Linked DNA regions of Mus musculus: region 1 is linked to region 2. Evidence: chromatin contacts called from public promoter capture Hi-C data. All regions are on one chromosome and are shown on one strand. Each heading gives the region's core, a stretch centred on a gene start, on an enhancer-like site or on the middle of the called end of the contact. The rest is flanking DNA. Distances are from core to core; before and after follow the strand shown.

Evidence for each region. Promoter capture Hi-C pulls out the DNA fragments that hold promoters and counts their contacts.
Region 1: a promoter capture Hi-C map of liver shows a contact between it and region 2, with 5 times the contacts expected there. The contact joins the promoter of Pex7 here to the promoter of Perp in region 2. A contact is called at or near these places in 3 of 39 promoter capture datasets (the 3T3-L1 cell line, liver and pre-B cells) and 2 of 9 other capture datasets (adipose tissue and macrophages).

Annotation. Positions count from the first base shown.
Region 1 is chr10:19,904,710-19,909,977 of GRCm38.p6, reverse strand. It overlaps Pex7 (peroxisomal biogenesis factor 7), which reads left to right and starts at 2,304. Exons shown (of 10, transcript NM_008822.2): 1 at 2,304-2,519; 2 at 4,076-4,133; 3 at 5,265-5,268. The coding sequence starts at 2,405.
Region 2 is chr10:18,842,907-18,848,562 of GRCm38.p6, reverse strand. Perp (PERP, TP53 apoptosis effector) reads right to left here and starts at 3,492. Exons shown (of 3, transcript NM_022032.4): 1 at 3,157-3,492. The coding sequence starts at 3,370.

The sequences.
Region 1 (5,268 bases), core at 1,055-3,554, 1.1 Mb before region 2:
GAGCTAGACTGGTGACCAGTTAAATACCAGTGATCCTCCTGTCTTCCACCCTTGTAAAGTTTCACAGGGCTATAGCTAGTTGAATGGTAGAATATTTGCATAGGTTATCTGCTGTTATTGGAATAATTTCCATATTTTGTCCAGTCTGCATTTAGTACTGCTATGGACAGAGATACCAGGCCCCTAAACAGATACTTACATAGCCATAAGAACTCTGTTGTGTCATTGCCTGATGCAAATCTAATTTCTAAGCATTTAAATCTACATCTGAAAATAGTGTGCAAATCTTCCAAGCTTGAAAAATACTTCTTGTTTGTTTGTTGTTTTGTTTTTGGAGACAGGGTTTCTCTCTGTAGCCCTGGTTGTCCCCAGGACAGCCACTCTGTAGACTAGGCTGGCTTCAAACTCAGAGATCTACCTGCCTCTGTCTCCGAAATTCTGGGTTTAAAGGCATTCATTTACCATGCCTGGCTTGAGCAGTATTTTTTTAAGAGACATTTATTTTATGTGATGTGAACATATGTGAGTACACTGTCCCTGTGTTCAGACACACCAGAAGAGTGCATCAGTCCTCATTACAGATGGTTGTGAGCCACCATGTGGTTGCTGGGAATTGAACTCAGGGCCTCTGGAAGAACAGTCATTGCTCTTACCCACTGAGCCATCTCTCCAGCCCCAAGTAATAAATGAGTCTACAGTCCCCATCTTGTGGATCTCTCTCCCTTCCATAGCTTCTCCACTGCCAGCTTTCCATGTGGCTGTTTGCCCCAAATCTGCCTTTATCTGTCTTCTCTCATTCCATTCTCTTGCTAAATAAAAATAATTTCCGTGGTTTAAATATTATCTACATGCAAGTAAGAAGGCTTGGCTGGACTCCATTGTGCTGTATTCAAGTACTGCACACAGTACACAGTCAACATGCAGAACTGGAGTTTATTAATGCTCCATTGTCCTTATTTCAATAAACAATTCCTGTGTCTAGATAAGTACTATACTAAGAGTTGGAAACCATTTAAGCTTTTTGTCTTCATTTGACCCTTAAGCGTACCCTCTCCACACCTTTCCATAATTCTCAACAAAACACTATTACCCAACTATAGCATCTTCTGCTTGAGTTGTTGCTAAAGTCTCTAACTGTACTCCATTGCCAATCTCTAGCCTCCAGTTACTGTTGCTTGGGAATGATAACTCACTAAATGATCCATATCTGAAAACTTGCACAGATCTCTATTATTTAAGCTGCAGCACAGTTCCTTGGGCATGGGGTACAATACAAGAGTTCATGTTGGAGCATTTGATTTTCTCTCACCAGGTGGAATCTACCCAAAGTGCTCTTTCTCTATCAGGCTAGACTGAGTCCTGGCAGCTACCATCCCTTGCGGTTTTAGGTTTCCTGGGTTCTTCACCCTTCTCCTGATCCCACAATGGCTTCCAACTTTTTAGTTAGAGAAAGTCATTTGTATGAATTCACCCTAGATTATCTCCTTTCTAAAATGTTCCCTGACACCCTACCCTAAAAACATCTGTGTATATTCATCACAGCATCAATAGCATTTTGATTACACTTGACAGCTTTCAAGTCTTGTAATCTCTTGAGCTCAACCACGTATCCCAGTGGGTCTTTTGAATGCAAAAGTCTAGCACCAAGCTTGGTACATGACTTGGTCTGTGCAGGTTGACTGGTTTAATGATTAACAAGTCTCTTTCACTCTTCAGTGTTTGGTTTGGCAAACTGCACATTCATCTACCACATTGCATATGCTTGGCAAACATTTGAATGAAGAAATTAATGAGCCCAAGTCTTCCTTAATTACTGGAATATATCTGCATAGTGCAACTAACTACATAAAACCTATAGACCGCAAATTGCACATGATAATAGTCCTATCCTTTAACTTCATTGTTGTCTGGATTCAAATTACCTTGGGCAACCTAGTACTCCATTCGTTGCCCTTGGACTCACTAACTGCTTTCCGAGTTTGTTGTGGCTTTTATTTCGTAACCATCAGGAAAATGTCAGAATAGCAAAGTTTTAAAGTTCAAGCAATTAATAAAAACACAAGGTTTTTATTTAAAAAAAAAACATGGAGGTTGCAATTAAACGTGAACAACTGTCTGAAGTGACTCCTAGCGAGTATCTTCTCTTTTAGGTCTAGAATAATCTCTGAAAGACCAGTTGATTTTAGTTAGAGCAAATCATTGGATTTTTGCCCAAAAGAAAAATGGTCCTCGCGGCGTCAGTTCCCTTTTCTATGTAGCCCAATCAAAATCTAGGATTCCGGGCGTCGGCGTCGTCACTTCCGCCCGGCCTTCCTGGACTTTCAGTGAGCCGCAGTGGGGCACTTCTACCTCGAGACTGTTTCCGCGCTCGGGCCGGGAGGCCGAGTGACGGCGGGCGAGCGGAATGAGCGCGGCGCGGACGCTGCGGGTGCCCGGCCGCCACGGCTATGCGGCCGAGTTCTCTCCGTACCTGCCGGGCCGCCTGGCCTGTGCCGCGGCGCAGCACTACGGCATCGCGGGTGAGCGCGGGCCGCGCCTCCGGGGCGGGCGTAGGACGCGCCGCTGAGCGCGCGGTGCCGCCGCCACCGCCAGGGGGCGACAGAGCTCGGCCCTCCCTCCTAGGTCCCCCTTTCTGCGGAGTTGGCATTGGAGCCCAGGGGAAGTCTACAGCTAGTCCTTTCCCTTCTGTAAGAAGGATGCACTTGTCAGTACTTGCAAGGTGGAGTCAACAGAGCCACCAGTTCAAAGCCATCCTCAACAGAGACTTAGGGAGACGCTGGCCCTTTCTTGAAAAAGAAAAAAAAAAAAACTAGAAAATTCTGTGCTCGCTTTTAGTTGTTCTAGGGGAAGTGGATAAATGTGCAGAGATGTCTAAGTGCTCAAGCCATTTATTTTAACTTATACCCCATCTGCTGTTTATGCACAGGAGCAGTGTATGGCAAACCATTGCATAATGTCAGTGATCTGTAATACTTGTTTACTGCAGGAAAAAAATACGATTTCTGAAAAGTAGTGGTAAATAAACTTGTTTCCGTATAGTTTGTCCATTAGTGCTTAGTGCTTTCACGGTTGGGTTCACAGTTCTTGGCCATCAAACTTTAGACTTTTATAAAGGTTTCTTACAAGAAATTGGTATAATTAGGAATTGTTTTCTAGAGATTTTTTGTGTGTGTGTCTGAGTTTTTTGCTTGTATGTATGTCTGTGAACCATGCCTGGTGCCAGCTAAGGTCAGAAGAGAAGATTCAAAGAGGGTGTTGGATCCATTACTGATGGTTGTCAGCTGCCAAGTGGGTACTGGGATTAGAAGCTGGCTCTGCACATGGAAGGGGTCGGGTCTCTGACCTGACAGTTGACTTTTTTTTTTCTTCTTCATCAGTTACGTTTAAGTGGAAGATCTTTAACACTTTACCCACCTCACTGATCACAAAAACTCAAAGCGAAATTCTGTGAAGACTCTAGTTTGAACAGTTGAATGTGCATGTGAGCATAGTAATTAGTCATCTTACCTTGTAAAGTTCAAGTGCAGATTCCCTTTGAACAGATGTTAATGGAGTGTGAGATGGGGGAGAGAAAGAGACATTAGTCTTTCAGCAAAAATTATTGATTGTTGGCACATAACTGAAGTTAATGTTGTTTTCAACACCTGACCAACGAGTATATGGTATTTCCACATATACTGTCTTAAAATGCTGTGATTGGTGTGTTCTGCGTGTATCAGCAGGGGAGAACCACAGTCTTGGGGGTTTGTAAGCACAAGCCTTCCTTGTCTTCTGTTATTAGCTCCAGCTTGAAAGGTTTGCGTGCCTAGCACCAGGCCCGGTGTGAGTTGGCACTCTGATGCGTTTCCCCAGACTGGTGTTCCGATTCCAGTCTGGCCAGATGGTAAGTTGGATATTTAAGGACTGAAGCATACTATGTAACTTTTAATTGTTCTGTATATACGGTTGCAGTTATTTTATGGGAAATTTGTGGTAGTTAAAGCTGGTCCACAATGTTTAAGATTTCATCATAGATGACTCCCAGGAGGTTAAACAACATGACTTAGGGCTTTGTTTTGTTTTGTATTTCTTCTAGGCTGTGGAACTCTATTAGTATTGGATCAAAATGAATCTGGACTTCAGATTTTTAGAAGGTAAAGTGATTGACATTTCTGGTGCTGTGATAAGGCATCAAGATTAAGGCAACTTACAAAAGAAAGTAGTTACTTTAGGCTTATAATCTTAGTGGGTCAGGGTCAGAGTCTATAATGGTGGAGCAAAGTCATGGCTACAGGAACAGCTGAGAGCTCACATCTTGAGCCACAGATGGGAGGCAGAGAGATCCACTCTGGGAATGGGGCAAGTCTTTTGAAGTCCCAGAGCCTGGCCCCAGTGGCACACTTCTTCCAGCAATACCACATCTCCTAAATCCTTCCCAAATACTTGTATCACCTAGGGACTGAGTATTCAAACCTAAGAGCCTGTGGTGGCCATTCTCCTCAAACCATTATAATGGCTCTAATTATTAAGTGTACATATACAGTCAACCTCTGTCAAAGTCTTAATGCAGTTGCATTTTGAATATTTGGAACTAATAGGTTTTTAATTTATGATGTAAAATAAACTTTTACATTGGCATCATATAGAAATTATTTTTGCTAACTATGATTATGCCATGTTCTCAAGCTTACTAGTGTCTGCTTATAAATTATACATTTAAAACGTAAAACAGTGAGCGTCTTAGTAATTTAGTTTCCTTAAGCAAGAGCTAGCGCTCATCCTGTGGACTGCCCAGTGTTTCTCTCTGGACCTGTCTTCCAGGTTGAGTGATGGACACACGCTACTTCTATCAGGATTAGTCAAAGGCAGAGGAAAGAGATTCTGTAGAAAGCCACTACCTGCTCGTAGCTCAGATGAAGAAAGATTTGTGGGAGTATTTGAAATGATTGGTCTCCGTATTTTGAAAGTCTCACAAGTGCATGCTGTGAGTCACAGGTGCACTACAATAAAAGCAGGTGATGTCAGCATGTCTTTGGTGGATACCTCATATGAGTGTTTGGAAACCTCCTTTCAGTTTAACTTTGGAGCTATCTACCTGCCCTTCCTGGGCTGTGCTTCCAGGCCACTGTGGAGTACCTGCTCTATTTATCTCTTGTAGTTTTCAAGATCATCTGAGGTAATGTGTGTTACAATATGTGAAAAACAAGGAAAAAAACAGTAACTATAAAATTAAGATGTTAATCATTTTGTGATCTGCAGTGCATGTATTTTCTTTTCTGGCGTAGCTTT
Region 2 (5,656 bases), core at 2,243-4,742:
GACATACGAAATCTATCTACTAATCTAACTCCATAAAATAACCTCCCATCCCCTCCCACCAGCAAACTCCCCCCAATTCCCCACAAAGCTGCAAGGGTATCATCCCAGAGAGAAGGCTTTTCTGGTGAGTTTAGCCTAAGGTAAATTCTGATTGACTGTACTTTTTTTTCTTCATGCCCTGCACTTACAGGAACCAGGGCAATTAATTTCATAGACTACTCTGATCCTGTGACTTGTAGGAAAGTAGTGCTTAGGAAAAATACTGTGTGCATCCTAAGGGATTTAAGAGATGTCTCTGGTAAAACTGAGGTTCTGTGCTTCAGAGATGAATTCCAGCCACTGACTTTCCAAGGCCCTCCTCCTCCCTCCTCCCCGTCCTCCTCCCCCTTCCCCTCCTCCTCCTCCTCTTCCTCCTCCCCCTCCCCCTCCCCGTCCTCCTCCCCCTTCCCCTCCTCCTCCTCCCCTTCCTCCCCTTCCCCTCCCCCTCCTTCTTTCAGTGCATACCTCATCCCTATACCCTCCACCCTGACATGCCAGAGCTTGCCCAGGATCTGAAGTCTGTGCAGTGGAAATTTAAAATAACTCCCTGTCACAGTATTCTCTAAACTGGAGAAGAAGGTCCCAGCATTGCACACTCACTGAAGTTTAATGCTGAGTTTGGCTTATAGGAGAAACTTGAATGATCTCTTCAATTGCAAATCTAGGTTCTTACTTTCTTCTCCACAAATATAAGCCAAACATTCAAGCAAGTATTTGCTAGGATAAATGTTAATTAAGCTGCCACCGTGACAAAACACTCAGGGTCTAACTTGGCTTATTTATTTATTTATTTATTTATGTAGGAAAATAAATGAGGTGACTGTGTAATCCAGAATTCTTAACATTTTAACAATAATAGTAAAGAATATATTTATTTATTCCTAAGAAATTACTGACCTTTATAAACTATGCATATTATTTAGTATTATGGTCACCATTGCCAAGAATGTACTTAGACCAAAATAAATGTATTTACTGTTATGAATATCACTCAGCAAAACACAATCTTCTAACACTTTGTTGTGAACGTTTTGCTTTGTTAATAGCTTTAAGTAAATATTATTTTCAAGGATCATGAAGAAGCGGTCTAGAGGGAGAGGCACAGATGCTAAATATTGGCATGGTTTAAACAGACCTACCTACCCTCCCCTGCCGTACAAGACAGTGGTCCTGCATTGTGGGAGCGTATGCATTCCATATGGTGTGAGCTCATGCAAGCACACTGTTTTTCAGCAAGGTCCTATTACAGCTTTCGGGAGACTATCACCCTAAAGTGTAGAACACCCCATTTGTTTGCAGTTGTGTAGTACACTAATGATCACTCAACACAGAGTAGGCAGAATGACAAGTATTTTAACTCATCCCTGTCTATAATGGTGAGGAGATGGGGACATCGCAGATGGCGCCACGGCTCTCGTTTCCTTCCACAGTCTGACACTAAGGTCAGTGTTCCATTGGTGTTTTGTATCTGAGAGTTGAGCAAGAGCTGTCTACCACATTATGGGAACTTAATTACCGATGTGAAGGAGATGGGAATAACTCCCCTGAGGTGTAAAATCTCTTTCACACTTATCCCGGATCAGTTTAGAACCAGGCACCACATCATGAAAGTAAGATATTTTTAAGATTCATTTGGAAAATGGAGGTTTCCCAAGGCTGATTTCTATAGTGAACTGTAACACTGCAGTGGGGAAAAGCTGCTGCTACCGAGTCATGGTTAAAGAAGCAACCTAGACAGAAAACTTGCCCTTTCCCTTCCATTCACACAGTAATGGAACCGCCTGAGGTTAGAGCAGGCACACCCTAAAAGATGAGCTTACCCTACAAGGCAAGAAACAGGGAAATGGCACTGTGTGTGTTTCACAAGAGGGCCCTACAGGCCAAATCATGTCCCAGCAAGAATGCTGCTCCTGCCTCTGCAAGCTAACTTCTGCTACTGAGTATTCTTTGGGGCTGTATCAGCCTTGGAGTGAGCTATAATTACCAAAGTCTATTTTAAAAACCTACAAGCATACCTCTTATAGCCCCTGAAAGACTTGAGTTTGAATTCATTTTAAGAAACAGCTAGGTTATTCCAAGGCAGCACAATGCCTGTAAGAACTAAAAGATTCGAAGCAATAGAAAGTCCTGTAAGCCAAGCATTTATGCCTGTTTTTAGGTAGAGCAAAGGCCTTTTAAAACAAGCAGGAATATCTGTAGTCTTCTCCTTTTATTGCCTGCCTCCCTGTCTGAGGAAGTTCTTCCAGGGAGAAAAAGCTGATAAGGGCCAGAACCCAAACCAAACAGCGTCTGGCAGAAGTCCTGGGTGCTTTAGGAAAAGAATCAAGTTATGGTTAATCTAGAAAATGAATGAAAACAAAAAAAGTAACTTGCTTCCTTTAAAGGGGGCAAACTGACCCGTAAAGCCTGCACACTGCTCCCTACACACTGCTGGTCACTACTGTCTCCATCCTAAACAGGAGGGACACTTGCTTGAGGGAGAAAAGGCTTTTCTTGGTTTTGTTTTTTCAAAGACTACTACTAACTTGTAAATCAAGTACTTGGGGCCTTTCCCTGGCAGAGGCAAACAGAGTTCCCCTGCGATGTGTACAGAGTTTCCCTGCGATGTGTTAAAAGTGGCAACTCAACTTCAGTGAAGTGTTTACTTCTCCGATTTTAAATCAGACTCAGATAAACTTCCTTAACATTCACTTTTCAACGAAGGCCACTCCCCAGAACAAGAATGAACATGAAACAGCTCCACAGCTAAGATACTGAAATATCTATCTAAATCATAACTGCTCCTACTTGGCCTGAAAGGACTTTCTCATAAGATTAAAAAAAAAAAGTTTAAGTTAGATGAAATGAAATGAATTCACCCTGGCATATTATTTATTTTTATACGTACTTTGCAATGACTGGCATCAGTTTGCACTGGTAACTGAGAAACTTTACTTTTAAATGAGTTGGAGTCTTTCAGGGTTGAGCCTGATTCGGGTCACCCAAAACTGCTGCTTCTGAAGTTTGAACTCTAAGCGGACTTTGAAACACCCACTACCCCTGACCTTTTAAAGATCAGCTCCAGCTGCTACCACAGCTCAGGCCCCCAAGGGCTTCCCGGAGGCGGCGGCCACTCACCGTACTCCATGAGGCTCTGGCAGCCATCGTCGTAGGAGCCGCTGCCGCCGCCCTCGTCGAAACACCTCCACCAAAGCGACGATGTCTGGATGTGGTTGCTAGACTGCAGCCAGCCGCGGCCGGCCAGCGCGATGATGTCGAAGGCGATGGCGCTGAGCAGCAGCAGGGGCAGGATCCACCTGCAGCGCTCGCAGGCCAGGCCGCAGCGCAGCATGTCGTCGGTGGCGGCGGGCGCGGAGCGGAGGAACGCCGGGCAGGAGCAGCGGCCAAGAGTGGTCCTGCGAGCGCTGACACCGCGACTAAAGGAAGAGGCGGCTCCCCCGAAGACGCGGCCCCCGGGCTGGCGGCGGGGGAGCGGCGCTCCAGCCACACCTTGATTCCGGTGACTCAGAGCGCACCGCCCCGACCTGCTGGGTCACCCGGGCGGCAGAGCTCAGGCTCGCCCCGGGCTCGTCGCCAGGGTGGGCGTGCCTGTGCCTCCAGCCGCCTGCAGTCCCACCAGATTGCCGCCAGCCCAGCGCACACACCTGTGGACACTCCAGCGCCAGCCTGTGCTCTGCCCTAAATTAACACAGTGTAAGGAGCATGGCTAAGGCTACACTTGAGCTCCAAGCACCGTGCCCAGGACATCCCAATAGCCTGTGAAATAAATGATGGGCCCTAAAATGTAAGGACTTGTGGGTTCAAACCTGGGAGCGTCTGTCCCTGGCTTCCACAGGCAGATCCTACACTTCCTGCCCGGATCTACCTTTGGACCTTGGCTCTTGCTGCCATAGACACGCAAATGTTCTGTGCTCTGGTGGTTCAGGCTGGGTGACCAGCAGGTCCCAGTGGCTCACTCTAGGTTGCGGAGGCTGTCTCTTAATCCGGGTAGCTTTGGTGTTGATAACTTCAGTTCCCTTTGCCCCAGTTAGTGTGTTCCCCACACATCTACCCTTTCTATCTACTTTACACAGTTTTTGTTTTTTCAAATATAAGCACGTGTCAGCATGCACAAGCAACTGAAATCCTCCCCAAATCCTGAGCTAGCTTCTGTCCCTAAGAATCTTCACTTGTAGCAGGGAGGGTGGGGCATCAGCCAGGAGTGGCGCTGAGAGAAACAAATTCCCAGTGCCAGGTCAATGGTGGCCAGGGAGAGATCAACCAGAGCATTCACTTTTTACCCCGTGCCCCGAAATCTTCTGACACCTCATGTCAGTTTAAAGATATGGAAAGCACTCAGTGGTATTTCCTTCTTACACAAGACGCTCGCAACAGAAGTAGTTACTAGGACGCATAGACTAAGAACACTGAGAAGATCTGTCTCAGAGTCCAAAGAATATCACTACCCAGCCTTCACTTAGCAGAAACCAGTAAGCATTTCAGTCCTGAAAACCGCAGAGGCACATACACGTTGAGCAAGGTTCATTGCCCACAGGACAAGTGCGGTGCGTATGCCCTAAACGTTAGGACCTAAAGGCTTTCAAACGTAATGAAAATATTTTAGCTAGCTATGTCCTGTGTGGAAAAGTCGTATTTTTACCAATCAAATGAGTTTCCACTGGTGTCTTAATGAATAATTTTGGAATACACACACACACACGCATATATATATATGTTTATATTATGTCCTCATTCTTGTGATACAATTTCCACAGTTTTGTGGAGAGGGACTCCTTAATATCAATCTGGTCAAAGGTAATTTTGACTGTTCAGAATCTCTGAAAGAGACTATAGTAATTAATTGGTTCTGTCGGCTCAAAGGGGAATAAGATATAGTTTATTTCTCAAGGTAAAAATAACAAAAGCTAAACTAATTGATGCCTAAAGCCAAGACACCACGTGACCGGCATAAACCATAACACCAGGCAATTATTACTAGATAATTTCTTACAATCAAACGGCACATACCTAGAGCTGGGCCTGATCCTTGTTTATCAGACTCCATAAACTGATTTATAAGCGCAAAAGGCAATTGGAGGTGAACTTCACAAAATTCCTTGGTCCGTGAGAGAATGAGACCACTTCCTGGTAAGATCTTTTTCAATAGTTTAGATCTTGTTTCTTGTTTGAAATCACTCCTGATCCTACAACCTGACGCACGTGCTATCCAAAATAAGATGTAAAAAGTTTTCTGTATAACAAGATGTCTCCAAAATATAACTTCAGGGATTGTTTAATTTAGTTCCTAAAACAGTTAATCCCACCCTTTGATGAAGAGGTTAGTTTATGAATCTCTAACTTAAAGTTTCAATTGCTCAGCCAATATCAGCAGGGAATGGCAGCTCATGGCTATAATCCTAATACTCCGAGGTTGAGGCAGGAAGATTGTCATCAGTTCAAGTCCAATAACATAGGCTTCATAGTTAATTCTGGGCAAGCCTGGGCTAGAATGTGAGACCAAGCAAATAAATAAACAATTTACTCAAATTGAAAGTAACTGGTCAAAATATTATCCCCATAGATACAATATCATATGGAGGAATCTAGTCTGTGTGGACTAGCGCCTCTTAAGGACACT